7 separate regions of the Mus musculus genome follow, and regions 2, 3, 4, 5, 6 and 7 are each linked to region 1. The links are chromatin contacts, called in public HiChIP or PLAC-seq and promoter capture Hi-C maps. All regions are on one chromosome and are shown on one strand. Each heading gives the region's core, a stretch centred on a gene start, on an enhancer-like site or on the middle of the called end of the contact. The rest is flanking DNA. Distances are from core to core; before and after follow the strand shown.

What was found. Promoter capture Hi-C pulls out the DNA fragments that hold promoters and counts their contacts. HiChIP or PLAC-seq counts read pairs in DNA pulled down with a chosen protein or histone mark. Capture Hi-C pulls out chosen DNA fragments and counts their contacts.
Region 2: a promoter capture Hi-C map of liver shows a contact between it and region 1, with 2.8 times the contacts expected there. The contact joins the promoter of Kdm2b here to the promoter of Pheta1 in region 1.
Region 3: a contact with region 1 is called in a promoter capture Hi-C map of liver, with 2.5 times the contacts expected there. The contact joins the promoter of Bcl7a here to the promoter of Pheta1 in region 1. A contact is called at or near these places in 2 of 9 other capture datasets (liver and pancreatic islet).
Region 4: a FOXA1 HiChIP or PLAC-seq map of pancreatic cancer cells shows a contact between it and region 1. The contact joins the promoter of Orai1 here to the promoter of Pheta1 in region 1.
Region 5: a promoter capture Hi-C map of pre-B cells shows a contact between it and region 1, with 4 times the contacts expected there. The contact joins the promoter of B3gnt4 here to the promoter of Pheta1 in region 1.
Region 6: a contact with region 1 is called in a promoter capture Hi-C map of pre-B cells, with 4 times the contacts expected there. The contact joins the promoter of Mlxip here to the promoter of Pheta1 in region 1. A contact is called at or near these places in 1 of 39 promoter capture datasets (pre-B cells), 2 of 115 datasets of contacts at active chromatin or transcription factors (astrocytes and pancreatic cancer cells) and 1 of 9 other capture datasets (liver).
Region 7: a contact with region 1 is called in an H3K27ac HiChIP or PLAC-seq map of extraembryonic endoderm stem cells, with 8 times the contacts expected there. The contact joins the promoter of Slc8b1 here to the promoter of Pheta1 in region 1. A contact is called at or near these places in 2 of 484 Hi-C or Micro-C datasets (CD4 T cells and myocytes) and 1 of 115 datasets of contacts at active chromatin or transcription factors (extraembryonic endoderm stem cells).

The regions. Positions count from the first base shown.
Region 1 is chr5:121,847,386-121,850,735 of GRCm38.p6, forward strand. It overlaps Pheta1 (PH domain containing endocytic trafficking adaptor 1), which reads left to right and starts at 1,612. Exons shown (of 4, transcript NM_175474.4): 1 at 1,612-1,739; 2 at 3,085-3,161.
Region 2 is chr5:122,987,556-122,990,543 of GRCm38.p6, forward strand. It overlaps Kdm2b (lysine (K)-specific demethylase 2B), which reads right to left and starts at 1,544. Exons shown (of 23, transcript NM_001003953.2): 1 at 1,313-1,544; 2 at 107-251. The coding sequence starts at 1,345. A930024E05Rik (RIKEN cDNA A930024E05 gene) reads left to right here and starts at 1,799. Exons shown (of 3, transcript NR_045820.1): 1 at 1,799-2,536.
Region 3 is chr5:123,342,800-123,346,102 of GRCm38.p6, forward strand. It overlaps Bcl7a (B cell CLL/lymphoma 7A), which reads left to right and starts at 1,649. Exons shown (of 6, transcript NM_029850.3): 1 at 1,649-1,922. The coding sequence starts at 1,831. Gm15860 (predicted gene 15860) reads right to left here and starts at 2,343. Exons shown (of 2, transcript NR_165267.1): 1 at 2,127-2,343.
Region 4 is chr5:123,013,762-123,017,018 of GRCm38.p6, forward strand. It overlaps Orai1 (ORAI calcium release-activated calcium modulator 1), which reads left to right and starts at 1,313. Exons shown (of 2, transcript NM_175423.3): 1 at 1,313-1,805. The coding sequence starts at 1,497. Gm2479 (a long non-coding RNA gene) reads right to left here and starts at 1,266. Exons shown (of 3, transcript XR_387710.4): 1 at 966-1,266.
Region 5 is chr5:123,506,799-123,510,133 of GRCm38.p6, forward strand. It overlaps B3gnt4 (UDP-GlcNAc:betaGal beta-1,3-N-acetylglucosaminyltransferase 4), which reads left to right and starts at 1,684. Exons shown (of 2, transcript NM_001382854.1): 1 at 1,684-1,721. It overlaps Lrrc43 (leucine rich repeat containing 43), which reads left to right. Exons shown (of 12, transcript NM_001033461.3): 12 at 1,243-1,407. The coding sequence ends at 1,370.
Region 6 is chr5:123,393,160-123,396,428 of GRCm38.p6, forward strand. Mlxip (MLX interacting protein) reads left to right here and starts at 1,639. Exons shown (of 17, transcript NM_133917.3): 1 at 1,639-2,183. The coding sequence starts at 1,771.
Region 7 is chr5:120,509,338-120,512,601 of GRCm38.p6, forward strand. It overlaps Slc8b1 (solute carrier family 8 (sodium/lithium/calcium exchanger), member B1), which reads left to right and starts at 1,855. Exons shown (of 16, transcript NM_133221.2): 1 at 1,855-1,946.

The DNA.
Region 1 (3,350 bases), core at 362-2,861:
AGCCAGTACACTGTCATCAAGACTTGCTCAGACCACTACAGTAGGCTTCCGCTTGGCCTCCTGGCCTTCCCTCTTGTCCTACAGCCCTCTAGAGATCGCATCTCTCCTCAAAACCCTCCACAGGCAAGGCATCATAGTGCGGGAAATAAATCCCCCAAATTGGGAGGCAGACAAGAGGCTCTCTGTGAGTTCAAGACCAACCTAGTGTACTAATTAATTTATCTAGTAAATTAATTAGTTTATCTAATAAATTAATGATTTATTTAATACTTATTAATTATAAGTAATAAATATTTTATTATATTGAGGCACAATCTTGCTATATAGCTATATATGTATATAATATATAATATAAAATATTGCGTGTATATGTATATATGTGTATATATATATATATATATATATATATATAGCTTTCCAGATGTCCTCTTACCACTCCCTACCAAGGCCTGAAATTACACGTGCTCCCAAGCACACCTGAAAACAAAGATTTCCCAAAGTTCACAGGGTCCTATGCAATAAGGCTTCCTAAAAGCCTTCCAACACGTAACTTCTTCCTCCACTTGCTCTCTGCGCTTCTCTGTGCCTTTGGACTTGCGGTTTCCTCCATCCGGGACACCCTTCCTGCAGGTCTCCAGTGGGCTAGGTCGCTGCCCCTCAGTGGCCATTCCTGAGCGTTGGTTTGTCTCAGCCCCGCACTCCCGGCGGCTGTCGCCTATTCTCTGCCTCTCACCAAGCCCTGTTAGAACTGTTTTTTGATTGACTCCGAGCTGTTTCTCTCTGGATCAGTCTGCACCACTGTAGGCGCTAGTGAGACTCGGTGGAATGAAGCCTGGGATCCTGGTCTGTCCTGTTTCGCTCTTGTCCTCCGGCTAGGAGGACCCCGGACAGGAAAGTAGAAGGAAGTGAGGAGGAGGCAGGAAGAAAAGGAAGTGAAGGATTCTGGGAGGTGGGTCTGTGTGATTTTTGGGGAGAGGGGAAACCCCGGCCATTCCTACTTACTGGGAGCGCCTGTAGTTGAGCCACACCCTGTAAACACCACGCTTGTCTTTATATTTTGCATAGAATCCCAGCGACTCCTGGGAGGTCACGCAGGGGTGCAGTGGGTCGGTGGGCCTCTACCTCTGCTCACTTCTAGAACTCTCTCTTAATTTAGGCAAGTGTTTGGATGGCTCGGTATCCTCTGCGTTTTAAAACAGACTTGTGTTGATTTTCTCTGGAAACGCTGTGGGTTGAACGTTTTCTTTTTTCTTTTCTTTCTTTCTTTCTTTCTTTCTTTATTTATTTATTTATTTTTTGTTTTCGAGGCCAGGATGGTCTCGGACTCACTAGATATCCTGTGTGTACCTTGAGCAACTGGTGGGAGGCGGTTCCCTGGCATCTTTCACGTTATATTTCCCCAGGCTTGGCGACAAGCGCCGTTGAGCCGTCTCGCCAGGTTGCTCCGGGACCGAATTCTGGGAACTCCCGACCCTGGCACGGTCCCTTTAAGAGGGATTTTTCAGGCGCGCGTGTGGGGGCGTGGTAAATTCGGGGGCGGGACCTTGCAGGGCTGACCAATGGGCAGGCGCGTGTGGCTCGGAGGCGTTCCCCCTCCTGGGCGGGCCGCTCAGGGTTAAAGGGGCGCCCGCGGGTCGCCGCCACTCGGCCTCCGGGAGACAAAGGGCCCTGTCGTCGCCGGCCCCCGAGCTGTTCCGGGCCATGGGCAGGACAGACCGTCGCGCCGGTCCCAGAGCCAGGTAAAGCCGGGCGGGACGGGACCGCGACGGGGTCGGCAGCCGCGCGGCTGTCGCCCGGGACCCGCCCGCGGCCTCCATCGCGGCCCGGCCGGCGCACCACGGGGGCTTGAGGTTCCGCGGTGGTGATGCCCTGCCTCCGTTTCCCTCGAGTCCTAGCCGCGGGGCCAGCTGTGACCCCACGAATGGAGGACTCATCACTTGTCTTAATTTTTTATGTATTTACTTTTGTTTACGTGTGCGTGTGTGGAGGTCAGAAGACAACTTGGGGGGAGTCCGGGCTTTCCTTCTTCTACTTGGTTTCTGGGGATCAAACTCGGGTCAGAAAGCTTGACAGCCAGCGTCTTTATCCGCTAAACTGTTTTATTTTGTTTTGTTTTTGGTGGGGTTTGTTGTTGTTTTTTTGTTTTTTGTTTTGGTTTTTCGACACAGGGTTTCTCTGTGTAGCCCTGACTCACTTTGTAGACCAGGCTGGCCTCGGACTCAGAAATCCGCCTGCCTCTGCCTCCCCAGTGCTGGGATTAAAGGCGTGCGCCACCGCGCCCGGCCGGTTTTGTTGTTAAATGAGACAGAAGCTTAATGTGTACCCTTGGCTGGCCTGGAACTCAATAATGCAGAACAGGCTAGCCTCACAGATAGATCCACCTATCTTTGCATCGCGAGGGCTGGGATCAAAGGTGTGCACCACTATACCTGGCATGTGTGGCGTTTTTTGTCTGCCTTCCAAGTGCTGGAATGACAGGTGTGAGCGCCACATTGGGTGCCTTCGCCTGCTTTAGAATACTTTCCCCCTATAGTTTGTCACAGGCTGTCCTTAGTTTAGCTCATCGGTGCCTCCATGAAGCCCATTGAGGCAAACTGAGGTCTGGGAAGTGTTGGTAACTGGGCTTCCGGCCTGGGCCAGCCCAGACAAGAATTTGGTCCCTAAAGCATCGTGCTTAGACCCTGTTGCTTGTAGCTCGGAGCCCTCAGCAGACTTTGAACCTGAACAGAGCAGAGACGGTTGAATAGCAGGGAGCACTCCCTCCCTCCAAGGGGAAGCTAGAGCCTGCTTGTTTGCCGAGCCAGAGCAGGCAAGGGCTAGGGACCTGGCTGGGCCTTCTGTCTGCTGGTGACCTTGGCCAGGGTGCCCCCATCTGGGCAGTTGGGGGAGGATGGCTGATGGGCACCAGGTAATATTGTCAGTCTTGGTGGGGAAGAAGGACCCCAAGGTTTCTGCCCCATGGGGCTGTTTGTGTGGAGCTCTGTTCTTTGGCCAGGTCATTTTTTCCCACATCTATAAGTGTGCGATTAGGCATGACCCCTTGTCACAGTCCTCACGTTGACAAAGGTTTGCTTTGCCGTGTAGGCTCCCCAGCACAGGCTACACACTGGACACTCAAAGCCAGACAGAAGCCCCCACACCCCCTCTCTGGACTGACGCAGGTAATCCCCAGCTGGTGGTCTGTTTCGGTCAGAGGATGCTTCCTCCTAGGCAACGGCAAAGCCCGCCTTGTGGTAGGGAAAGGCACCTCAGGGAAGAAAATGTTTGTTGCCTTTGAGCAAGGTAGCCAGGTGGCTGAGGCCCGCTGACAAAGGCTGACAAAGGCTGACAAAGGCGGGCAGAGGTTGGGG
Region 2 (2,988 bases), core at 294-2,793, 1.1 Mb after region 1:
GAATGGGGGACGCGGGCGCGAAATACGAACCCAGCCACAGGCAGCTCCCTCCCCACGTGCGCGCTGGCCCTCTGCAGAGTGAAGCCAGGAGAGGGGGGTGCCTCACCTTTGCCTTCCATAGCATGCACGAAGTCCCCCTGGTATAACTGGCTACGTAGCTTCTCCTCCAGGCTGAAGCCACGGACGCTGACAATTTCCTCCACGTCCGACAAGTCTTCGTTCTCGTCGTATCTCTGGCGGTCAATCGCACGCTGCGGGGACCCAACCAGAGAACCCCGGACATTACTGAGAGGACTTGGGGGGGTCTCCTCTCACCCTGGGCCCACCAAGAACAGGTGCAAGAGTCGCGCGCCCACTGCACCCCAGCATTGCAATCTGAGCAACTTTGCGCAAATGCCAAAGATGCTGGAAAGCAGAAAAAGGGGCTCACACCCCCAAGGCCCGACTGCCCTTAAACGAAGCAATCCCTTCTTGCATCTTTGGAAGCTATGGAAATGGTATTTGGGGGCTTTCCTCTGCCCCCACGCCAAGTGATGTGCTAAGCTTTGCCCACTCGACTGGGAGCCTGGTTATGTAACCCCTGAAGGGGGCTCCGGGTATGAGCTGGCGGGGCAGATGTAGGCCCCGAGAGAAGCCGCTGCAGCAACCGGCTCCGCGGTAACAGCAGCCCTGGCGGCCACGGCGGCCAACCCGGGAAGCCGGAACCCAGGGCCGGCGGCATTACTAAGGCTGGAGCTGCTCCCGAGCTACAGAAAAGCTGGAAAGCTGAAACGGAAGGGTTGAGACCCTAACGGCCCCCGCCGACCGACCGCTAGTGCAAGAAGAGGAGGGGAGGGGAGGAGGTTAAGAATGTGGGGGGAGAGAGGCAGCCAGCCCACCACAAAGCTTCTATCAGAGACCCCAAAACGCACCAGCAGCTGCCTCATCTCCCCACGAGCGCGCGCGCACACTCACTTCCTAAGGAGACTCCCCCACCACTCCCCGCATCCTTCTTCCTCCTCCCTCCGCCGCTCAGCACCGAGCCCCGCAGCCCCCCAGATCCCAGGCGAACCCCGAGCCCGCTCAGTCCCTTCCACGCCTTTCGGCGTTGCCTCCTCCCCACTTAAGTGTCTGAGACCCTGAGCCTCACAAGAGACTGGAGGAGTAAGCTGCTTGCTTCCTTTTGCATGCAATTTATTATTTTTTTCCGGTCCTCTTGCAAAATACAGAAAAGGAAAGAAAAGGCAGCAAGAAACAACCAAAAAAATAAATAGATAGATAAATCGATCATATACCAGATACAGATTTGGGGGAGAAAAAAAAAGCTACACACCAATCTTCTTCCAGAGTCTTTCTCTGCCTCCATTTTTTTAGGAGAGTTCACCAATTAATTGTCAACACTCCTGCCCCCTGCATTTTGGCGGAGGGGGAAAGGAGGGAAGACCAAAGAAAAGAAAGCAAAAAAATAAATAAATAGAGCAAGCCAGAGCCGATATCTACAAAGTTTTGCACCAACACTTAAGCAGATCCGTTTGCAAAGTCCTAGGAAACCATTTTCAGCAGTTGTGGGGGGGGAGGCGTCGACGTCATAATCCCCGGAACGTAAACATTGTTGCCGATCGCGCTCGGAGCTTGCGGCTAGGCTAGTTGGGGAAAGGGGGGGCTCGGGTTGGGGGTGTCGGGGACCGCAGCCGTAGGAGGTGTGGGGCCAGAAGGGAGCCTGGGACGCACCGGGCGCTGTTAGCGCCTTGGCATCGCTGTTTTGTTGTTGGGTCACGAGTGCGCCTCTGCACGCAGGCGCCGCCGCCGCCCGGGAGCTGACTTTTGGAGGGCTGAGTTGCAGGCGGCGGGCGCATCCCAGAGATGGCGGGGCAGGGAGGGAGGGAAAGAGAGGAGGGGGTGGGGAGGGAGGTGCAGATTTGCACGGATGGCCTCAGCGGGAGGCGCGGAAATGCTAGCCAAGCCTGCTGGCGTGAAAGCCCCCGGGGCCTGGCACCCCCCAAAACGACCCCCCACCTCTGCCCCTGCCCCCTCTTGCTTGGGTTACGCAGGGCTGTCCCTCTCTTCCTTCACCCACCTTTCCTCATTACCTATGCTGGCGACCTAAATTCAAAGTATTTTGTATGTGTGATTTCTTTTTCTGTTTTGCTTTTCTACTGCATGCCTGGGGGGAGGGGCCAGCCTGTCCAGACCCTTATCCATTTGCGAACCTGCCATATGGAGGAGGCATCTGAGGGGCTCAGAAAGAAATTACCTCAGCACTGTATCTGTACAGACTGCATAACTTTTAAACTCCCGGGGCTGAAATAATAATATGGAGACACACGCACAGGTACAGGAAATACAGCCAGTCCACAGCCTTTTCAGACTGCAGCTGACCGGAAGAAAGCCTTTGGTTCATTCATTCGGATAGCCTCGGTAGTACAGCCCTGAAATAGAAGTTGGGCTTTTAAAGAGAAAGGAAAAAAAGTCTCTACACTCGCTGAGAAGAGATAAATCGATACACAGGAGGGAATAGAGAATCGGATTCAGCGTCTCTAATGCAGGCAGGCAAAAGGTAAGCCTCTCTCGTGTGGCAGTTTAAGAGAAAAGTGGTGGTTGTTTGTGGCTTTCTGGGGTACAGCAACCTTGATTGATCCATATTGTTTCTCAGCGGAGAAGGGGGGCAGCCTTTGTGAATATTCCTGGAGTAGCAGATCCCCAATGTTCCTCCGTCTTTTAAGTAGTGCTTGTGACTGCTTCCAGAATTGACTGACCCTCAGTGGTCCTGGAATTCCTTTAAGTTGAGAGAAATGCTGGCCCTAAACTTTGTTTCCCTCCGGGCCTCTTCCTTTCTTGCAAGGGCCTAATGACAGCATCACAAGGATGTTCTGAGAGACCTCCCAGGTGACGCTAGCTTGGCGTACAAGCTAAAGCAGGTCATTTTGCACCCTGGAGAAACCCAGATTCAAGAAATTATGAGTTTAGGTGACTGCTGTTTTTATCTTGTCCCAATGTCAAGAGCACTGG
Region 3 (3,303 bases), core at 399-2,898, 1.5 Mb after region 1:
ATATATACACATATATTCTATGTGGGAATTGTGGTGTAGCACTTGCCTAGCATACACAATTTCTGCACTAAACAAAAATGAATTCCCTGGGGTCCAAGCACATATCTGATGATCAAATACAGAGGGTCAAATGCATGAGACTTCGGATTTATGGCACATTTTTCAATCCATCACAGAACGATTCTTTGACATATTTGTGGGGTGTGTTATTTTGTTTTGAGACAGGGTTTTCTTTTTGTGGCCCTGGCTGTCCTAGAACTCACTACTATGTAGACCAGACTGGCTTTGAGTCTTGAATACATAGAATCGGCCTGCTTCTGCTTCCCAAGTGCTGGGATTAAAGGTGTGTACCACCACTGCCTGGCTCCATTGTTTTGTTGTTGTTGTTGGTTTTTTGCTTTTGTTTGTTTTGGTTTGGGTTGTTTTTTTGTTTTGTTTTGTTTTAAGACAGGGCCTCACTATGTAGTCCTGGAACTACCTACATAAACCAGGTTGGTCTTGAACCACAGATCTCTACCTGCTTCTGCCTGGAATTAAAGGAGTGGGCTACCACATCTGATTGTTGTTCTTATTTTTAAATTTTCGCTTTAGGACCGTGCGTTTAAAGTGGTTAAAAGAAGCCTGGGGGAAATTTCCCCAGATTCTCACACCCATTTCCCCACTAGCTCCCTCTACCAAACCCCTGCAACCCCCCCAGACTTCAGGGGGAGATGCTTGGTACTAGAATCATGGCAGTCACAGATGAAGGTCACTGCTGCAACCTTCAATAACTCCTTGACTCAGTTTGTCCATCTGTGAAATGACTGATGTTGCGCTAGTTCCTCTCCAGGTAGCAGCTCTCTCACTTCAGGTCATCTCTTTTCCCAGCATTCACGTGGACAAGCATTCGCTCTGGTCCAGTCTGTGTAGCCGCAACTGCACACCCACCTGTCCCTATACTGGGTGACCGCGGTAGATCCTGTCACCCAGCTCTGTCCTAGGGTAGGGAGACAGCCTCTCATAAGTCCTTCTGTGTTGGGCCAGTCTAGTTTACCTGCTGCTCCGGGTCATTACACTGCACTTCCACCAGGAGCCGTTTAAGATTAAATTGTCATTTTCGGTCAAACCCCAGGGAGGTTGATCCGTGACTGGGACAACTTATCTCTAAGGGAAAGAAAGCCCAGAGACAATGTCAATTGCCACCGGGTTCGGGCACCTTTCCTACGACTCTAGTTTAAGCATGGGGAGGAGACGTTCTAGCTCGCACATTTTAACAGGGCAGCTGGCCAGAGACCGGCGCCTCAACTCTTTCTAAGATCACCTCGCGTCCCGAACCGCCGCCTCCAACTCTTGAGAACTCAAACGCCCGACAAGAAACTTGCACGATCGCGCCCGCGGCCACCAACCCGAGCCAGAGCACCCACGGCCTGCAGTCTGCCATCCCCAGGGTGTGTGTCTTGGGGGGGGGAGGGGCCCCCCATCGCACCTGCGGCCTCTGGGTGAGTCCTGGCGCGGGCCCGTCCCGCGTGCTGGGAGGTCGGGGTTACCCGGGAGAGCTTTCCCAGAGTGAGGTCCCCGAGGCTCCCCGGGGAGGGCGGCGGCACCCGGAGGCCGCACTGCTGGCGGCCGCGCCGCTCCCCCTCGCTCTGTGCAGCTGCCGCCCCGGCGCTTGCGCACTGGGCCCCGGGCGCGCGGCGGCACCAGGCTTTGTGTGTGCGCGTATGTGTGTGAGTGTGTGTCTGTGCGCGAGTGAGAGAGCGGGCGAGTGTGGCGAGCAGGACCCGGCGGGCGCGCTCCCCCAGCCTCCCTCTCTCTCTCTCTTTCCTCTCTCTCTCCCTCCCCGCCAGAACCATGTCGGGCAGGTCGGTTCGAGCCGAGACCAGGAGCCGGGCCAAAGATGATATCAAGAGGGTCATGGCGGCTATCGAGAAAGTGCGCAAATGGTAAGCCGAGGCGCCTGCTCGCTCTCTCGCTCGCCCCGGCTCGCTGCACCGCGTCGCGGCCGCCAGCAAGCCCGGACCCAGCGCGTAGAGCGGCGGGGCGCAGCGGCCCCGGGCCCGGAGTTGGCGAGGGCGCGCGGCCGGGGTCACCTGCGCCCCGCGGGGGCTGCGTCCGCTGCCCAGGTGTGCTTGGCGCCGGTCACCCACCTGGCGCGGCGGCGGCGAGAGCGGCGGCGGCGGCGGCAGGAGCCCGGAGCTCGGAGCTCGGCTCTCGGGAGAGGGGGGTTCGCAGCCGGCCCCAGAAGCCATTTCGTTTTTTTGTGCAAGTCACATGAAAGCGGCTTCCCGCGCGCCGGGGCCGTGATGCCGGCGGCGGCGGGCAGAGCGCGAGCTCCATTGTGCAGCGCGGAGCGGGCCGCCGTCTCCTCCCGGGGCGGCGCGGCGCCGGTGTCCCCCCCCCCCAACACACACACACACACATACACACACACATCCTACGCCCCGACCCGCCCGCAGCTCCCCGCCTCCCAGGCCTCGGCGCCCTCGAGTCTGCGGAGTTTGCAGAGCGCGAGCCGTTTAAATTTAGCGCTTTGGGCAGCCTGGAGCGAGGGCTCCGGGCGAGGAAGGAAGATGGGGGCGAGCGCTAGGAAGGCGGTGGCGCGGCCGGGGCGCGGAGCACCCACGGCTCCCACGCGCTCCGCGCGGCACCCGAAGCTCGGGGAGCGCGATGTTTGCATCCAGAAGCCAAGTCCTGGGCCGTGTCTTGCCTCCTTCTTGCTGGAGCTGGTGTTTGTTTTGCGGAGAGAACGAGCGACCGTTGTTTTTGTTCTCTGCACTGGGGGAGGAGGAGACCGCGAGATTCGGTGTGGGCCGTGCGTGTTTTTCAAGCTCAAATTAGATCCTGCCCGGCGTGGCCTCGTTATAATTAGTAGGATGGAACATTTTCTCGGCCCTCGTCGGGATCTGACACCGAGGCGGCCCCAGAGGCCAGGCCTGAGGCGCCAGTAGTCCACCACCAGGTTGGGTCAGACTTGTTGAAAACTCCCTGCTCCCTGATTTTAACTTTATTACGGTTTTTTTCCCACGGCTTCATCTGGGTCCGAGAGGGAGAGGAGCAGCTGCGAGGGTGTCCCCAAGTGTCAGCAGCCGCTGGCTGGATCTGTCCTTTATAGGAACTGGCTAGGCTCCACTGCAGGCTGGGTTGTTTTTTTTTTTTTTTTTTTGGGGGGGGGGGTCATTTCTTGAGTAACGCCTCTGTTGTTGTTGTCCTTTTTTTTTTTTTAAACACTACTGGGGACCTGTCTCCGGTTTGATGGTGTCACAAGTTAGCTGTCCTTTCAGAGTGAAACCCAACAAAAAAGGCAACGAGAAAAATCAATAAAGT
Region 4 (3,257 bases), core at 63-2,562, 1.2 Mb after region 1:
CCTCTAGCGGTTGTACAAGAGTTTAACTCTCACACTGTTAGACCTGGAGTGCCACACCACATGCTTAGGATTTATTTGACTGGGATCTAAATTTATCATTTGTTCTTGTTTTTCCCACATGTATTCAGTCAACAAGCATTTCTTCAATGTGGAGTATGTGCCAAGAAACATTCTGAAGGCTGGGGGTTAAAGCGGTGAGACTGCTCTTAACGTGTCCTAAAGTTCCTTAGCCCAGTGCCCTCCCTACCTTACCGGTATCTCCTGAGCCCCACCCTGAACCTCCCTATTTTCCTCTTCCCTTAGGTCCTGGCGCCTATCTTGCTGGCCCAGGTCTCAGCTCAGATGAGACTCCCAAGGTGTGAACCTTTTTAGTCTGCCTCCTGCAGAATAGAAAACGCTACGGAGGGGTCTGGGAATGGCAGGCACAGGCTAATGGCAGGCACATGCTAATGGCAGTAGTCCAGAGGCTTGGGCAGATGGCTCTTTGTGAGTTCGAAGCCAGCCTGGTCTATATAACAAGTTTCAAACCAGGCAGAGCTATGTAGTCTCAAAAATAAATAAATACAAACGGGGGCTAGCATTCTAAAATTAAAATAAAAACCCTGTTACTATCCACCTTTTTTTATCTTTTTTTTTTCTGTACACATTTACAGTCTCCTGAACTATAATTGACTCGATGTTTGTGTGTCTTTTCTACAAGAGTGTTGGCTGCAAGGGTGCAGGGAATTTTGTCCCTCTTGTGTTTCGAGGCAAGGGCTCACTCCTCCTTCAAACTCATTGTTTTCCAGTCTCCTCTATGCTGGGACTCCAGGCACGCATAACATCTTCGGGATCGACTTTGTCCGTCTCAATCACAAGCCTACACCCTGCCCTCGGTGCCTGGGACCGTGTTGGCACCCAATAGACGCTCAATAACCGCTCACTGAACTCTAGTAGCCCTCCGCTTGCTCTTTTTTCCAACAGACCTTTTGCCACCTTGTTCCAAGGAGGAAATAGGCCTCAGGAGGCGCCCAGAGGTGACCTCGGATGGCCTAAGTCAAGAGCTCCGGGAGCAAAGCCACAGGAGCAGCTGCAAAGAGAAGCGAGGCCTGACAGCGTGGGGCGCTTCCAGGAAGGCGAGCCAGGGGCTGGGGGCGGAGCCGTCGGAGGCGGTGCGGGGTACGTCACTCGCACGGACACCGCCCACCGCCTTGTGGGCGGGGTGTGTTCGTGGGTGTGGCGTATGCAAATAACCTCGGGTCGCCGGCCAATCGTGGAGCTCGCGGAGGTGCCGGCTTGGGACCGGACGCCGGTCGGCACGCAGGCTCCGGTCGCGGCCGCTTGGAACTTGCGGAGCGGTTCTGCAGCCAGTGCCTCGGCCTTCGGATCCGGTGCGTCCGGCTGCGGGAGACCGGCTCGAGTGGGAGGCCGGCGGAGGTGCGGCGCGGCCCGGCCCGGCCCCGGGGCCGCAGCCTTCTCAGGCGCTCGCCGCCAGCCGCGCCTTCGCAGCGTACTCCATGCATCCGGAGCCTGCCCCGCCCCCGAGTCACAGCAATCCGGAGCTTCCCGTGAGCGGCGGCAGCAGCACTAGCGGCAGCCGCCGGAGCCGCCGCCGCAGCGGGGACGGGGAGCCCTCGGGGGCCCCACCGCTGCCGCCGCCGCCACCCGCCGTCAGCTACCCGGACTGGATCGGCCAGAGTTACTCCGAGGTGATGAGCCTCAACGAGCACTCGATGCAGGCGCTGTCCTGGCGCAAGCTCTACTTAAGCCGCGCCAAGCTCAAAGCTTCCAGCCGGACCTCGGCTCTGCTCTCCGGCTTCGCCATGGTGAGCTCGGGCCTCCCTGCCCTCCTCCCCTCTTCCTGCTTCGGCCGCTCCCGCCCGCAGCCCCGACGGGGCCCACAGTTGGGAGCGGGCTGGGCGTGCCTGGGGTGAGGGGAAGAGCTGGGGAAAGCTGTCCTAGGCGCCGGAGGGGAGCCAGAGGCTGCTGAGCTGTGAGGGCGAGGTGGACGACCAGAGATAGAGATACCCACGCGCAGGTGTTTTTAGACGGGCACCTTGTCGCGGCAAAGAGGTTAGGGTTACAAAGAATGTTGCTTTCATGAAGTTGCTATGTAAGAAGTCTGCCCTGCATGTAATCAGGGGGACAAGAAGGATGCAAAAGGTCCAGCCCACTGAGGACAGGTGTCAGGAGATGAAGATGAGCTACATTGTGGCCGCGCCTTCTCGCACACCTAAGGCCGGAAGGTATTAACAAGACTTTATCAAATATTGGAGGGGATTTCCCAATACGTTCCACCTCCCCATACTCCACTAACTCTTACTCCCTTTTACACTCCCCACCCCACCGCATTTTCCAAGAGCCTCAGCCTAGGGGTTGAGTGCCACTCCCCACCCTCATTTTCTTCTCTAGAAACTTGCCTCTGAGTCACTGGGTGTGGGGGAGGAGGGTGGGACATGTTCCCCTTGAAAGGGCTCTTGCTTGATGAAGAGGTAGGCATATTTTCCTCCCCTCAAGTCCCAAGAAGGTGGTACGAAGCCTCTGCAGGAGGCGCCCCTGGAGGCTGCAGGTTAGGCACCAGACCTTAACTCTAGGAATACCTTCAGGCTTGCCTGTCTTGGAGTTTGCCTGGAGCTGTTATTATCTTTCGATGACATCAACCTACATCAGTGGGGTCTGCCGCCCCCCCCCTTCACCATCACGGCCGCCTCCCCCCCCCCCCCCCCCCCCCCCGTGAATTAGCTAAGCCTTTGGCCTTGAGGAAGGGAGTGGTTGGCACCCTTGGTTTTCTTGGGAAGGGAGTGTTGTCTGGGTCTCTCCCTGTCGCCTGCAAACAAGTGGATCAACACAGTTGTGAGCCCGGATGCTTTAGAAGCCCACAGTGCACTAGGCCAGAGAGGAAAGGCCAGGAGGTGTGATATAAATTACCCTTCCCAGCTCTGCCACTTGCTGCTTGCCTGTATGACCTCAGGCAAATCAATCTCTCTCTCTCTCTCTCTCTCTCTCCCTCTCTCTCTCTCTCTCTCTCTCTCTCCCTCTCTACCTCTCTCCCTCTCCCCAGATCTTGATTTCTTAAATGGCAGATTAAAAAAAAAAACCTTAAAACCGACTTTAAAAAATGATGTTGGAGGAGGAGCCCTTTAAAGAGGTGAAAGTGAGTTGGCTTATAATTATAGTACTCAGGAGGCAGAGGCAGGAGGATTGCCCATGACTTCAAGACCTGTCTGTTCTACACAGCTAGTCTGGTAAACAGGACTTGAACCTGGGTCAGCCAGTGT
Region 5 (3,335 bases), core at 434-2,933, 1.7 Mb after region 1:
ACAAAAACAAAACAAAAAAGAAACCATCTGGGAGGTGGAGGGAAGAGGAGAAAGGCCAGCCTGGACTACCTAGTGAGTTCCAGGACAGCCAAGCCTTCAGCGACCCTGTCTCAAAAACAGATCACCACCAATGAAAAGAAAAGAAAAGAAAAGAAAAGAAAAGAGCACTGGGGCTCAAACCTAGGGTTACAAAAAGTCCTCCAGAAATTGAGCTACAGCCTCAGTGTCTTTTTTCCCTTTTTCTTAACTTTTACATGATTTTGTGTGTTTATGTGTACACGTGGGCTGTGGCTTGCATGTGGAAGTCAGAGGGACAAGGGGGTCCTGGGGATTGAACTCAGCTCAAGTTGGCGGCAAAAAAAAAGCAGCCGATTTCTTTAATTTTCTTCTCTCTTTCCCTCTCTCTCTCTTTCCATCCCAAACGCATTACCCCCCCCCCCCCCGCACATCAAATCTCTGCAGGATTAGGGGGAACCTTGTGGGGGGACTGGTACCACAGTCAGGCTACAGCTTTAGGGGAGAGCCTCTGCTACATTTGTTGGGGGGACCTACATGGTGACTGAGATGCACTGTATGCTCGTTGGTTGGTGGCTCAGACTCAGAGCTCCCAGGGGTCCAGGTTAGGTGAGGCTGTTGGCCTTCCTGTGGGGTTCCTATCCCCAGCGGAAGCCTCAATCCTTCTGCGGAAGCTTCAATCCTTCTTCCAACTCTTCCCCAGGAGTCGTCGACCTCCGTCCAATATCTGGCTGTGGGTATCTGCATCTGCTCAGTCAGCTGCTGTGTAGAGCTCCTCAGGGGATGGTGTCAGGGATTGGTGCTTGCCCATGGGATGAGTCTCAAGTTGGCTGGTTGTTGGCCATTCCTTCAGTCTCTGCTCCATCTTTGTCCCTCCATTTCTTTTAGAAAGGACAGATTTGGGGTCAAAAGTTTTGTGGGTGGGCTGGTGTCCTTATGCTTCCACTGGGGGTCCTGCCTGGCTACAGGAGGTGGCCTCCTCAGGTTCCATCTGTTAGTCATCTTGAAAGCAGCTAATTTCTTTCGCAACTCACACAGTTGGGGCTTATTGAATCAATGTATTCTTGATTGCAATTAACATACTAGGGCTGGATCTCTTTCGGAATTCCTCTAGGTTGGAGAACAGGGCTTGAATTCCCGGATGAAGGAGGAGTACGTCCCGAGTCGGGGAGACCTGCAGGCCGTTTGTCCCTTAGTACTCATCTGCTCGCATTTATATCTTCTCAGATAGGTCGAAAACGGTGCCTCCAACCATGGAAAGCGGGTACCAGCCAGAGCCACTGTCGGTGGAGGTCCAGATCCAGCTGCACCAGTACCGCTCGGTGGAGGAAGCATTCCTTAGCTTGATTGACTAGCAGGGAGAATAAAGGCTGCTCTGCAGCCGGAGCTTGAGAGTTTGTGTGGCCACTAGGGGAAGGGGCACGGCGCTGGCAGCCCAACGGGCGTGGGAAAGAGAGCGTTGCAGTTGCCAACGAGCCACAAGTGCGTCCTGGATAGACTGCAAGGTGGGGCGGAGTCCATGGCTCCGCCCCCAACGCGAAGCCCCGCCCCTCCTCCCTGAAGAGCCTCGCGGTTGCTCCATTTTGGAGCTCCGCCCTCTCTTTGGGACCCTGCCCCTGAAGACCCGCCCAGCGGGGGGTTCCTCGCGCTCCCGGCGAGATACTGCCCGGCTTTTGTGTCGGTGCGCGGTCCCCAGGGGTACTTAGGTAGGTCTTTGAGGGCGGGGATGGGGTGGTGAGGTCGCGCGGCCTGTGGCGCCTGGATCCCGTTGCCGGGAAGGAACCGCGTTCTGCCGGTGCCTCTGCTGGAGGGCTTTCTGTTGCCCGCCCCTCTGTCGCACGTCTGGGCTCGGCGGTTGCCCGGACACACCGCGCTGTGGGCTCCGACCACCGCAGCCCTCTAGATTCGGGTTGAAAGGATGGAGCTACCTGGGCCCTTTCCCCAGAGCCCGAGGCTGCCGACACCCCGAGGGCGAGGGCGCGGAGAGAGGACCCGGTCCCGCGGGACAGTGATTGGGGTAGGGAAGTGGGCTTTTCCGGGACTTTGGGTGGGTGTGGGGTGCGGGACACCGGGTTACGGGACAAACCAGAGCCCCCCTCATCGAGTGGCCGGATGGCAGCGGACTTACCAAACCTGCAAACCCCGAGTAGTTACAACTCTGTGGTCACACCATCCCCGCGAGGCTGCTGTGACCCTAACTAAGCCTTGCAGCTTAAGAGCTTTCTTGTAGCTTCAGTCCCCTTCGCCCCTCCAGGTCTTTCAGCCAAACAAGAATCACATTAAAACCATGGGCGCCCATTTAATCCTCAACTGTACCCTCAGGTGTTGCTCCTGAGCCTTGCAGGGAGGGCATTCCAGGTTCCTCTTGATGAACAGCATTCTAGGCGCCATATGCGCTCCTCGTCTTGAGATTTATCTGCGTGGCTCCTACTTCAGCTCAGAGCGTGGATGTTCTCTCTGCCTGTCACTTTTTGTCCCCTTGCTTCATGCACTTGCATAGCTATCCCAGGGTCTTGTGGCCTTTCCTCAATCACTTCATCCTTAGCAACATCTGGTCTATCATGCCTACTAGGATGTCCTTAGCTGCTTGGCTAATACTGGAGTTAGTAGGAGAGATGCTCTAGACATCTCTAGGGACAACAGGGTCGAAGTGACACTTTTTTTTTTTTTTTTTTTAAACTTAAGGATGGGAGAGAGATGGTAATGTGCATTCTGGGATTTGGCTGCTACACCTGTACCTCTGTTCCCTATATTAGGTGTGGCTCTGGCTCTGGCTGTGACTCCAGCCTCCAGGGGAAGAGGGCAAGGAGAGCTATCAGGTATAGCTCGGTTGTAGTGCTTGGATAGTGTGCATTTACCCAGCACCATATAAAGCCCCGCTTGTGAGCCCAGCACTGGGGAGGTGAGGCAGGTCGGTCAGGTTAACATCATCGACAGCCACACTGCAGGTCTGAGGTTTTTTGGGCATGAGGTTTATTTGGTAAAGTAGTAAGCATATGTCAAAGACCCTGCCTTGTGTGTGGGGTGTGCGTGTGTGTCAGAAAACTATTAGGCAGAACAGGCAGTGACAAATGACAGGAAGGAAAGTAAGGCTGATTTGTTACTGCAGACCTTGGGCAAACTACTCTAGTGAAGACTTTTTCCCCCTTGGTTCCCAGTTATGAGCACCCCCTGCTCCCCACATTCCTCATGCTCTGTGACCCACCACTGCCTGTTACCCTGTCGTGCAGTTCCCTCTCCCAAGAGGCCTGGGACTCTGATGTTGCCGGGGCTATATTACCCAGAAACTACAGGACATGCTGGAGACCAAGCTGACTTTG
Region 6 (3,269 bases), core at 389-2,888, 1.5 Mb after region 1:
ATGAGTACTGTATTTACACCATTTCCACTCCCCAACCCCCACCCAACTCCTCCCTTGTCTTTTTCTCACTCCCTTTGAAATGTGACCTCTTCTTTAATTATTATTTTTAAACATGCAGGCACACACACATGTATAAATATAGCCTGCTGAGTCCTTTTAGTATTGATAGGATGTGTTTAGAAAAGGTGACTATGTGGGGTTGGAAAACCCATCTTCTCCCTGGAGAATAACTCTTTCTCTCTCTCCCCCCCGCATCATTAGTTGCCTGAACTCCATTTAAGAGGGGGTCTTGTGAGATTTCCCCCATCCATCTTGGGATGTCAACTGGTGCTGCAATTTTGTAGTTCTTGTTTAGACCATGGAGATTTCACAGGTGTAGCTTCCTTGTCATATACAGAAGACACCCTGATCTTTTCCCCTCTTATAATCTCTCGTGGTGGTTACAAGGCCAGCCTTGTCTACATAAGGACTACATGTAGAGATTCTGTCTCCAAACAAAATCTTTTATTTATTTATTTTTACCTTTATTTATCGTGAGAAGCGCAGATGCCACAGTGGGGTTGGGGTGGTCAGAGATTAAGTTGTTGGGAGTCTTCTATCTTGTGGGTCCCACGGGTTGGAATGAAGGTCAGACTTAACAGCAAGTGCTTTTATTTACCTACTGAACCATCTCACTGGATTTCCTAAAATATAAAATAAAATAAAAGTGTCTTTGAGACAGGGTATCATGCAGTTCAAACTAACCTAGAATTTGGGGAACTTCTGATCCTCCCACCTCTGCTCCCCTCCTGTTAGGATTGCAGGCACGCGCATGTGTTACCATGACTGGCTCATTGCTATTTTTAGGTTGACACAACTTTCTGAGACCTAGGAATTGCAGTAAAGACAACTAGGCTCCAAACTTCCCCTTTGGAATTTGGCTTCTGGGCCAAACTTCCAAACAATAGCGACAGTATTTTGATTTGTGGCTGAAGTTGTTGGGTCTGGAGGCAGACAGCTAGGCTCCTGCAGAACTCTACTACTGTTTAAGAGCGGTGATGCCCAGGAGCCATGCCTTAACCCGGGAGAGTCAGTTTCTGCCCCTAAGGATGTGATGATTCTGTGAGCCTTGCTCTTGGGTCTTGTTGGAACCTTAGGCACACCCCTTAGAGTGTAGGTAACTCAATCTTCTCATCAACAAAATGGGGACGGTAGACAAAATCAGGAAGGCTTTTGAGGACTCAGTTCCGGGTATGGAGGGAGAAAGCTGGCCTAATGTGGGGGAAGGAGCTCCACCCCTACCCACCACGTGGAGTGCCCTCCTTGCCCGCAGTGAGGCCGCAGGGCTATTCCCAAGCTCCGGGCGTGGCGGAGGCGGGGCAGGGGCTGGAGCCAGACTAGTTGAACAGACAGCCAATGCCGCCCTGAGCCCAGGCTCCCCGAGAGGCGCGGCCTGGCTTTCTCGTCTCTCTACTCCAGGGCCAGCCGGAGGGGAAAGAGGACAGCCAGGGGCCGGGCGTGGAGGCGTGGCCTCCGGCTTTTTTTTTTTTTTGTCCGCCCGGAGAAGAAAAGCTTCCTCCTGCACCTTTAAGAGGCAGAGGCGAGCATCCGATTGGCCAAGACGACAGTGACGTTACGAGGAGGCCCGCGCCCTCCCCCTCAGGCCGCGCGTTCCCGGGCAGTCTGCGCGAGGGCCGGGCCGGGTCGGGCCGGCGGCCCCCTCCGTTCCCCGTGCTTCTCCGCTTTACGTCGCCCCGGCTCCCGGGGGATGCCCCGGACCAGGTTCTCCTCATGGCTGCCGACGTTTTCATGTGTTCGCCGCGCCGGCCCCGCAGTCGGGGCCGTTCGGTGCTGCTCAAGCCTCAGGTGCCCGAGGACGACGACGACTCGGACACAGACGAGCCGTCTCCGCCGCCCCCCTCCGGCGTGGCCACTTCAGCCCGGGCCCACGCGAGCGCCGCGCCGCTGCCGCCTCGGGCCGGCCCGGGCCGCGAGGAGCCTCCGCGCCGACAGCAGATCATCCACAGCGGCCACTTCATGGTGTCCTCTCCGCACCGCGAGCACCCGCCCAAGAAGGGCTATGATTTCGACACGGTCAACAAGCAGACGTGCCAGACCTATAGCTTCGGCAAGACCAGCTCCTGCCACTTGTCCATCGATGCGTCGCTCACCAAGCTCTTCGAGTGCATGACCCTGGCCTACAGGTAGGGGACCCGGTGACGCCCCCACCCGACTCCCAGACCTGGCCGAGCCCCATCTTCACCCCGGTCTCTCTTGAACAAAAACCCAGCTTGGACCTTTGGCTTCACACTGTCCCTTTGGAAATTCCTTCTAGGACGATTTGTGAGTCTGGGGTCTCCACCATGGAGAGAGGCGCCAGGGTTCCGGCCTTGTAGCCCTGTCAGCCGGTCGTTCCTGGGTTCTTCCGGCTTCGTGTTCCCCATCCAGGCCCTCCCCTCCTCCAATGCCCGTGGTCACCGGTTTTAGACAAGAGTTAGGTGTAGCTACAGGCTGTGTGTTGTTGTTTTCCTCCTTTTCTTTTGGCTCTGTGGACCCCTTCCTTCTATTGCTTTGTGTGTTTACAGCAACACCCAACGGTTAAGATCACCTGTCCAGGGTGGCTAGGGCGCTGGCTGCACTATCTTAATGATTGTGTAACGCCTTGGAGCCTGTTTCCTTGTCTATAAAGGGGGGCGGGGTGGGGGGTGACAGTAGTGTTGACCTCTAGGGGGCTGCTTCAGGGAAGGGTTGAGATAGGCCGAGTGGGTTTTTAGGTGCTGCTTAAATGTGAGTTACTTTTCCTGATTGTCCATGCATCTGGAGCCTGGGTTCTCTTACATCTCCTTTACAGGGAAATTCTGAGGCAGGACCCTTTGCACACAGTGGACTTGTGGAGTTTATTTTCCTGGGAAGTTGGAATTTGTTTTTGTTTTGTTTTGTTTGTTTGTTTCCTTTTTGAGCCAGGGTCTTTTGAGCAGATGCTGGCTGGCCTTGAACTCCTCCTGACTGCCCTGCCTCCGCTTCCCAAATTCTGTGATCACAAACATATGCCTCTCATGCCCACATCTGGCTAGAGGGTTTTCTGACTGACCCTAAAAACTTATGTGTGAGATGTCAGTAGGGCTGACATCCCAGACACTGCCCTGAAACGGGGAATTCAGCTTTGGACAGAGATCTCTTTTGAACGTCATAGAAATGCCTTTCCTTGGAGGGCTAGCCTTTCTTTCTACCCTCTTACTCTTCCCCAGTATGTCTTCTAGGCAGGCATTTTAGGCAAGTTTTCTGCCTCA
Region 7 (3,264 bases), core at 605-3,104, 1.3 Mb before region 1:
GAAGAAGGGCTTGGGTCGGAACCTTTACACGGCAACTCTCCCAAAATCATGCCTCTCAGACACTCAGACATATATTAAGATGTTGGTGGATTAGATCTGTCACTTTGGGAATGGTTGTTACGCAGCAATAGCTAACTGATACATGTCGGAAATCTTCCCCTTCCAGGGGAGGAATTCAATACTGTCCCCCACCCCGTGCGCGCGTGCACGCACGCACGTGCCCCTGCTCTTTGTGACACGTGACACATTTGAAGCAGGTCCTGTGCACTCGAGAACTGTGGTGAGGATGGTGAGCCTTGGTGGTACATGCCTTTGGTGGTAAAGCACTAGGAGGCCGAGAGGACAGATCTGTGAGCTTGGTCTATATGGCTGGTTCTGGTTCTACTTAGTGAGATCCCATCTCAAAGCAAGCAAACAAAGACACAGAAAAGCATAGTGGTGCCGGCAACTGGGGTTCTGGCAGTTCTACCACTCAACTCTATTTTGATTTCATTTTCTTTACTTTACATCCTGACTGAAGTTTCCTCTTCCTCCCACCTGTTCAACTCTTACCATGACAGATGAAGTACTACTGATACAGTTTAACACAGTTTAATACTTTACACTGTGTGTGTGTGTACACGTACATGCGAGCACGTGTGTGTTCATGAACGTGTGTGCAGGCGTGCATATGTGCGTGTGTCTGTGTGCACACATGTGTGTGTGTGCATGTGTGTGTCTGTGTGTACATGCATGTGTGTGTGTGTGCGTGTGTGTGTGTGTGTCTGTGTCTGTGTGTGCACATACCATGGTACACATGTGGAAACCAGAGGACAACCTCCAGGAGTAAGATCTTCGTCACTGTTGGGTTCTAGGGATCAAGCTCAGGTCGTGGGGCTTAGCATCAGTGCCCACATCATTACCCACTGTGCCATCTCAGCAGCCCCGCTGGGCGTGCTCTTTAATTAATCATGGTCTGGGGACTAATCCTAAGGCTCTGAGAACACTCAGCAAGCACCCTGCCACTGAATTTCCCACCGCACCTAAGCCCCCCTTTTCACTTTGCATTCTGGGAAACGGCCTTACTAAATGCAGATGCTGCCCTTGAACTGGAACCTGGTCAGGCTTTTTGAATTTGTTTTTAATCCCCCCAGCCTCCTGAGAAAAGCTGAGGTTGCAGGGCTATACCACTGCCCATCTTGATGTTTGCTGTAGTCTTCTAGGTTGGGGTGCAGCTCGGTGGCTTAGTGTGTGCTGGAGAGGGGAATGCTGACAAATGTCAGATCCAGGCATTTCAGGCTCTACAACCAGACTGCTTGCAGGCAGCAGGAGACCGTTTAAATCATCACCACCACCATCATTATCACCATCACCTTTATTACCGTCATACTGAGAAAATGTCTTGCTGGGATGCTCAGACTGGCCTTAATATCACAATCCTCCTGCCTCTGCCTCTGAAAGGCCAGAACTATGGGCATACACCACCACCATGCCACGTTTCCCCTTACTTTACTATAGCTCTCACCCTTCCATACCACCCTCAGTAACAGAAACTCTAAGCTTCCCCCAACTCCCCCCCCCCCCCCCGCTCCCCTTAGACTTCTCTCGGGCCTCCTGAAGTCTATAACCCACGTGCTTTCAATATAGCATCTACCTGAAAGCAGAAGTGACAGGCTGGGGACAGAAAGCAGGTGGAGAATGGGGAAGACAACAGGGAACAGCTCACAACCCCCACCCTCGGCTGGGAGGCTGTGTCTTTAAGAGCTGGGGCGGGGCGAGCCTTAAAGGGCGTGTCTTGGGCGGGGACAGAGAGGCTCGGGCGTGGCCCGACTGGCAAGTAGGCGGAGTGGAGGTTGTGGGGGCGTGGCCAGGCTGCTCCGGGCCAGGACTCTAGGGGCGGAAGGTTGTGGCGCTGGCCATCCGGCTAGAGGAAGACTCCGAGGTCGCGGATCCAGGCCCCGCCCGAGGTAAGAGGAGCTTCGCAGCCTGTGCACTCGTCGCTCCAACTTCAGCTTCTCAAATCCGCTTTCAGCTGGGACCCCAAAATCAGAAAGTGCTTCCCGATTCCCAACCCCATCCCTCGCCGTCAAGTCTGCCCACTTCACCAACGCCGCAGCACACAGGTGTCCGCATTGCCGGAGGCGCTTCATGCGAGCTTATTTGGAAATGAGTAGAAGAAACTGGAGTGGAGGTGACTTGAGGACGCGGTGTCTGGCTGTCCCTTGGGTCAGCGCTAGAGTCCATTTCACAGATGCGGACCCAGAGGCCATAAGCCCAGCCCCCCCTCCCCTCAGGCTGCCCACCCAGAAAATGCAGAGAGGGAACTGAAGGGTTCTGTGTTTTTCCACTCCACGCCCGTGCCAAGTGGAGTAGCTAGAAAGCGGAGGGGAGAGACTCGTTTTCTGTCAACAGGTGAGGAAGTGGCTGTATTCCCTTCTTCCTCTGGGGTCCTATCTTGTCCTTTGCCCTCTTCCCCCCCCCCCCCGGGGGTGGCGATTTAGAAATGCTTGTGTAAAGAATCACACCCCCTCAAATAAAGCTCAGATGGCCTTTGGCTCCCTGCTTGCAGAAAATAAAATGCACAAAACACTTGGGGCAGCCTGCCTAAGACTCGGAGCCAGTTTTCTGCTTGGACAGAAAAATAAAGCTCTTTCCCCCTGGCTGGAGGAAGTGGGTTATTCATATTGCAGCCCCACCCGCCGATTCGGCTGGTCCCAGTTTAGGCGCCTTTGAGCAACTCACTTCCCTCCTGGCCTCGATTTCTCCATCCAAGGACGGTTGGCTTTCTGGTTTTCTCCCTTGCCACATGACTCTGGGGACAGCCTGGTGAACACTCAGAGAGGGCAATGTGGTGTGGCACTTGAGCTGACAGTGAAAACCGAGAGTGAGGTTGCTTCCCAGTGCCTCAGTTTCCCCATGGAAGGATACCACAGCAGGTTGTGAGGTGTGATATACCGTCTTTGATCACAACCAAGTCCACCTCAGATGTGTGCTTTTAAGGCTGGGACCCAGGGGCTGGTGCACATCTGACATCTCAGCCACCCAAGAGGCTGAGGCAAAAGAAATATGTGCTCAAGGTCAGCCTAGCAGATAGAGGAGACCCTGCCAGTGGTGGCACACGCCTTTAATCCCAGCACTCGGGAAGCAGAGGCAGGCGGATTTCTGAGTTCAAGGCCAGTCTGCTCTACGGAGTGAGTTCCAGGACAGCCTGGGCTACACAGAGAAACCCTGTCTCGAAAAACAAAACAAAACAAAAAGTAGGAATAGGGTAGAAGGGGGTCGTGC